Regions from separate parts of the Mus musculus genome. Here region 2 is linked to region 1. A link is a contact called in public HiChIP or PLAC-seq data. All regions are on one chromosome and are shown on one strand. The core of a region is the stretch at or near the end of the contact, and the rest is flanking DNA. Distances in the headings are between cores, read along the strand shown. Region 1 holds the start of C920006O11Rik (RIKEN cDNA C920006O11 gene). Region 2 has its middle 14 kb from the start of Gsta1.

Region 1 (3,363 bases), core at 450-2,949:
AGAATCCTCATTGATGGTCTCAATAATTACGTCAAGGGGTTGAAACAAGGAAAAGGCTGAGAAACCATCCTAGCCTTGGGGAAACTGAGGAAACATGACTAGATACACTGTGGGATACTGGATTGGTAAGAGGACTTTAGTAGAAACACTGAAATCATAATTAAGTCTGCTGCCCATTTACTTGCACACCAGTAACACTTTTCTTCTCAGTTTATCATGGTTATGTAAGGCGTTAGCACCCGGGAGGACTGAGGGCTCTGAGGTTCAACTTTACAACATTTTTATAAATCTCAAGTTATTCATAGTGTAAAGTCTACAGACCTTGTTTAGAGCAGCACCGAGACACATTAGTAAAAACTCCGCATGAGACAGACTGCTTTGAGGATAAAGCCTTGCAGATTTTTTGGTGGGTGTGATAACCTTTACCCGTTGGAAATAAATACCAAATCGTGGCACTCCCATATGAAACTATGTTAGGAGGAAAGACTCCCACAAACCAAGAGGAGGCAGGAGACATACCAAGCACACCCTAAAGCTGCACACATCCGGGTAAGGGCTGCACACAGAGTTATGCAATGTTTTGTTTGCTTGTATCTGAAAATCTCCACAGGAAGCTGAAGAATAGAACAAAAGCAAAACTTGCACTCGCAGGCCAGGAAACAAGGCTTCCAACCGTGCAACGCAGGTACAGAAAATTCACCTAGAGGGTGTATAATCAATAAAACTGACAAAATTTACATTACTTCCCTTTGTCCTTATTACCTGTTATCCCTCGTAGAAACCAAGGGTAACTTAAAAGGGGTAATGAATCCCGTTAATTACATCTTAGTTCAAAGAAAAGTCCCTAACAGGAAGGATCTTATGGCTGACCCGGACCAGTAGTGATGCGAAGAGAAGGCGTATTGTCTGGCTAATTTGTGAAAATACGGTGGGCTGGGTACAGCTCCAGCGGCAGCTAATGCCCGTCTCACGAACTCCATGCGACCTCTACTGTTAGGACAGTGGAGCTTGTGCCTCGACGTCACGATGGCTTTCGGCCTTTCTGGAAAACAAACGAACCAAACTAAACCAAAAACCAAACAACAAACCGAACAAACAAAAAACCCGAACGCAGTACAGAGCGGTAAAGCAAAGTCCTATCTTCATCCCAATTTTCTGGACATAACTGAATGTTCAGGATTTGGGAGGAGTGTTTTATTATTGTTGTTGCGTTTTCCCTCGCGCATTAAAAAGATGCCACCATTTTAACACGTGAAAGAAAGGACAGAACCCTTAGCCTTGGTTTTCAGTGTGTCACTTTCACATTCCGATTCAGGGAAGCTGGGGGGCATTCGTTGTAAAGGTATTAGCCTAGCAGTGCACATTATAAAGTTCTTGGACTTTGAGAAACTCAGGATTTTCCAAATTTAGCTACAAAGGGCACGGGAAGCCAACGGAGGGCCGGGTGCATCACACTGTTCTAGGAATTAGCTTTTTACTCGCTTCGGTGTGTCACTTCGGCCACAGAGGGAGACAGACGATTACGGCCCACGGAAGGCCGCGTGAGTCTCGTGAAGCTGGAGATGCGCTGGGTCTACCTTTCGCCGTCCGCTCCGCCTTGGCAGAGGCGCCGACACGCACCGAAGGCAGAGAACCCATCTCGTATGGGACCGCACCGGACACGGGCGCCTGGGCCAGGAGCAGAGCCGGGCCGTAGAATAGACATGGCCGTCGGGGGCGGGGCTTCGGAAGGTTTAACCAATCCAAACTGTTGTATTTTGCATAGCCCCAAAGCATTTTGGTTAACAGTAAAAACATCCTAAATTTAAGTATTTTAATTTAAACTTAGAACGAAGCGAGTATAAAAAGGATTATTTAACCCTAAAACGGATTCAGGATTTGTTATAATATCAAGTACAGTCGGCTACATAAGGTCACCACATGTGTAAAGTTACAAAATTCTATGGCCTTATATACCTACCAAGAGCCTGCTTACTCTCGGATGTGAGGGCGATCTGGCTGCGACATCTGTCACCCCATTGATCGCCAGGGTTGATTCGGCTGATCTGGCTGGCTAGGCGGGTGTCCCCTTCCTCCCTCACCGCTCCATGTGCGTCCCTCCCGAAGCTGCGCGCTCGGTCGAAGAGGACGACCTTCCCCGAATAGAGGAGGACCGGTCTTCGGTCAAGGGTATACGAGTAGCTGCGCTCCCCTGCTAGAACCTCCAAACAAGCTCTCAAGGTCCATTGTAGGAGAACGTAGGGTAGTCAAGCTTCCAAGACTCCAGACACATCCAAATGAGGCGCTGCATGTGGCAGTCTGCCTTTCTTTTGTAGTTCCTGCAATTTAATTTTCGTTTAAAACTTTATTTTATTCTTTAACTTAAAAAAAATATATATTTTTATTTTTTTAATTGGGTATTTATTTCATTTACATTTCCAATGCTATCCTATCCCAAAAGTCCCCCACACGCTTTCCCACCCACTCCCACTTCTTGGCCCTGTCATTCCCCTGTACTGAGGCATATAAAGTTTGCACGACCAAAGGGCCTCTCTTTCCACTGATGGCCGACTATGCAGCTAGAGACAGGAAAAAAATTTTTTTTTAATTAAAAATTTTTTAAATCTTTAAAAATTCTGTTATGTTAATAGATGTAAATAGAGATGTAAATATGTTTAAAAGGTGTGTGTGTGAGAGAGAGAGAGAGAATATGAGTTCAGGTGAAGGTTCCAAGCAGTCGTAACAAAGATTCTGTCTGGGAACAGTTCTACCCCACCTCTCTCTTTCTTCCTTCCTTCCTTCCTTCCTTCCTTCCTTCCTTCCTTCCTTCTTCCTTCCTCTCTCTCTCTCTCTCTCTCTCTCTTGTTTTAAACATTTATTTAGTTACTTGTTTGTTTGTTTCAGGTTTCCTCTGTGTGGCCCTAGCTGTTCAGGGACTTTCTCTGTAGACCAGGGTAGCATTGAATTTAGAGATCTGCCTGCCTCCCAAACTCTGGAAATAAGAGCATGAGCCTATTTACCAGTCCCTGCTTAAATTTATTTATTTAAAAAAATGTTATTAGGACAAATGCTATTACACTCGAAAAGGCAAACACCCAGGACAGGTAGGCTGTAACTTTAAGCTGCTGAAGGAGGAAAATGGAGAAGGTAATGAGCAAAGTCATCCCATTTAGTCTAGCACGGATAAGTGGCTTCATGGTGGGAGAGGGAACTTTAGAGAAAGAGTAAGAAGACCCAAAATGCTGGGGAAGCCCAAGCATTATGGAAGCATGCTTAGATTAGAAAAGAGAGAAGAAATCACACTTTTCTGTATAATTTAGAAAAGCAGGCAGATTGGTGACCCTGTAGACTGACATTCTGAAAATGAAAAGACAATGTCTCATT
Region 2 (3,357 bases), core at 18-2,517, 41 kb before region 1:
CTTTAACTTCAATAGCTGTTGGAATATAAACACCAGGGTAGTGTGGTGCATAGGATCTTAGTTACTAAGATTAGGTGTGGAGGGAAAGCATTCTGTGTAAAGCCATGGATCAGTGTTAGATCTACTCAGAAAAAAAGTGTGTGAAGTGACTGCGGAGGGAACGTTGTGAGAGTGTTGGGCTCCAGACACTTTAGCGATTATTACACTATAGAATGTTGTAGTTAAGAAATGAATAATAGGAAGGATTGGAGATGAGAAAGAAAGAAAAAGAGGTTTCGAACAAGAAAGAACTGTGGGTTGTGGACGGGGAGGAAAGGGGAATGTACTGTTTACTGAAGTGTTGCTGTGGCAATCGTGAACCACCTTCGTTTGTTCTCTTCTGAAAATGTCAGTTTTTTCCTCTGTCAAATTTAAAGGATGTCTTTTCTGTATATAAATATTTGTGATAGACAGGTATATACTTTTCAGGGCTTGAAATGTATCAGTTGCTTTCCTGAATGTTAGCACTCCTTTTGAGAGCTCTGATAGACTTGCTTTTGTAGATAAGTTTATGGTTTTCTTTTATGTAGCCTTTGTGTGTGTGTGAGTGTGTGTGTGTGTGTGTGTGCGCGCGCGCGCGTGCATGTGTGCTCACATATGTGTTTTTATGTGTGTTAGGATATGTAAATGTGTGGGTGCACATACCTGTGTGTATTCCTGCAGAGGCCAGAGGTGGATGTTAGGTGTACTGCTCTATCACTCTGAAAATATTTTAAATATCCACATTTTAAATTATTTACCTTATGTATTGGTGTGTGTGAGTGTGCACACATGCATGTGCTGTGGTGTTCATGTAGTGGTCAGAAGACAATTTTATGGGCTTTTTCTCTCCATCTTTACCTGGGTTCTGGGGCTCAAACCCAGGTCATTGGACTTGCATGGCAAGAACTTTCCCTTCTGATCTTAAATATGCATATGCTTCCCTACTGACGATAAATATATACAACAAAACATTTAATTTGGCATTTTCAAAGTTAGATGGTAAAAAGTCTCTTAGAAGAATACTCTAGCCATCTTCAGAGTCTGTGTACATTACCAGGGAATTAATTTCATTATAATTCAGTAGACGGAAAGGGAGAGTAAAGTTAACATTAATGGATGATCTATGAGTAATTAGGAATACAGAGCACAGAGATTACACAACTCTGAAATTCCTTAGTCATTGACTGAAGGTCGTGCTACAGTAGGATCTGAACTTTGATTGTACATACACGTTATCAAAATTGTCTTTCTATTAAGTAACTTTTCCCAGTTGCAAATATGGGGCTTCCAGAGGCCCAGCCAAGACAGGGACAAAGGTGGACATAAGTTTTGCTGGGACAACACAAATGAGGCCAAGAGATTAGATTATTTGCTGTGGCCCACACCTATTTTTATCATTCACTGTGATATCTAACAGTGACTCTCCCTTCTACAAACAACCTAGGCATAGCTAATAGAATCGCATTAGCAGAGAAGGGCATTAGAGTTCAGAGCAAAACGGAAACTTGACCATATTCAACTTCTTGAGTATTGGATTCCTTCTCCTGGCTTAAAGTCAGGGCTACTCTACCCTACTCTGGAGCCCTACTCGCTCTGTGTGCTGTTCTTAAAATACCTGTTCCATAGTTACCCAGCTAAACTAATTGACTAGCACAATTCCACATGGACATGGACAGAGGCATGCCCTGTCAGGTTGACAATATGAACCCCCACACAAAAGAATGTGCTTATAATTTTAGGCTAGTATTGCAAGTAACATTTTCACCTAGGAAAATGTACAATTAATAATAATTTTTCTGTTATTTTTATTAGCTATTTGCCTGAAACTCTTTTTTTTTTAACAGACTGTTCTCAGATGTATTTGGCAATCAGATATGAAACCATTTTTAGAAGATCATAAGCTTCCTGTATAGCACCACACTCTTTTTGTTGGATATACAGTAAATGTGGTCCATATGTTCTTTAATCCTCCAGCCAGTCTCCAAACCTCAACAATGGCTTGGCAAGACAGGCCCACTCACACCATAGTGGCAAGAAGAACATGAGAATGATCAACCACTTTCTTGGATTTAATTCCCATTCCACAAGGTGAAGCCTATCCCTGGTACCTTTACTGTGTCAAGAACTGGTGGGTAGACAGGTCACAGGCCCTAAGGGGGAAACCTACGACTCTGCTGCTGCTAAATGGACATAGTATTAAACTGATTCCTGGTACTTACACACAAATATAAGTATGGGTATGACTCTCAATTCTCATCAGAGGAGATTCTATTTGCTGTAGGTGGTAAATAACACAGGGGCTTCCAACTAGTCAAGATGCAAAGAACAAGAGACCACAGAACGCTCAGCCCCAAATGGAAGGTCTCCCCAAAGTTCAGGGATCATTGCAGAAGTGGGGCAGAAAGACTGTAATAGCCAGAGGCAGTGGTCAATCATAAAGAAATAGTGTTTCCTGAGCACAGCAGGGAAGCTGTATATATGAACTCACAATGGTTCTGGCAACATACACAAAACCTGTGCAAACTCAAGGCAGACAAAATCCCAGCAGAGAGAGGGAAAGTAGGCACAAAGTCACATACCCAGCTGAGTGACTATTGGCTATGGATGGCTACTGAGAGAGAACCAATTGTCTCCAAGAGTGTAACCTCTGGATAAGTTGACCACTGTGGTGATTTGAATAAGAATAGTCCTCGTAGGCGTATATGTTTGACTGCATGGTTTCTAGTTAGTGGAACTATTTGGGAAGGATCAAGAAGCGTAGCCTTGTTGCAGGTGGTGTGTCATGGGGGGGGGGGGGATTTGAAGTTTCAAAAGACTTGTGCCATTCCTAGTATCACTTTCTCTGCCTTGTGGTTGTGTCTCAAGATGTGAGCTCTCAGCTTCTGCTCTAGTGCCATGCCTACCTGCCTGCCTACTGCTATACTCCCCACCAGGATGGTCATGGACTCTAACCTTTTGAAACTGGAAGTCCCAAATTAAACACCTTCTTTGATAAGTTGCCTTGGTCATGGTGTTTTACCACAGCAATAGACGATTAACTAAGATAGCCACTATCCAGTACATACGTCCAACAATACAAGGGCCTGGAGAGATGGCAGAAGTTAAGAGCAGCCTTGTCCCAGCCTGCTAATGGCCATGGTCCCCTGCCATGGTCCTTACTTTGTATGACTCTCCTTCATATTGTTCCCATGGAGTTTTTACCATGTGTGAATGTCGTTGAGAAGAACTCTAATGTGTGCCAACCTCATGCTACCAGCCTCTGCTTTGGACTATTACTGAAACAAAGATGTCCCATCTTTTGGGGATGAGGAAAATAAATGAAATGTCTCTGGGTTC

Evidence for each region. HiChIP or PLAC-seq counts read pairs in DNA pulled down with a chosen protein or histone mark.
Region 2: an HNF4G HiChIP or PLAC-seq map of pancreatic cancer cells shows a contact between it and region 1. The contact joins the enhancer-like site here to the promoter of C920006O11Rik in region 1. A contact is called at or near these places in 6 of 115 datasets of contacts at active chromatin or transcription factors (the SCID.adh cell line, acute myeloid leukemia, embryonic stem cells and 3 more) and 1 of 9 other capture datasets (liver).

Annotation. Positions count from the first base shown.
Region 1 is chr9:78,174,250-78,177,612 of GRCm38.p6, reverse strand. It overlaps C920006O11Rik (RIKEN cDNA C920006O11 gene), which reads right to left and starts at 1,699. Exons shown (of 4, transcript NR_040401.1): 1 at 1,578-1,699; 2 at 871-1,042; 3 at 520-614. It overlaps Rn7sk (RNA, 7SK, nuclear), which reads left to right and starts at 1,980; the gene lies at 1,980-2,311.
Region 2 is chr9:78,215,216-78,218,572 of GRCm38.p6, reverse strand. No RefSeq gene overlaps it. Among named protein-coding and RNA genes, the nearest start is that of Gsta1, 14 kb to the left of the region's middle. Within about 2 kb of position 1,267, at least 10 of the 459 cell types and tissues checked have an H3K27ac peak or open chromatin away from gene starts, as enhancers often do. A contact at or near this core is called in pancreatic cancer cells, where this site is marked.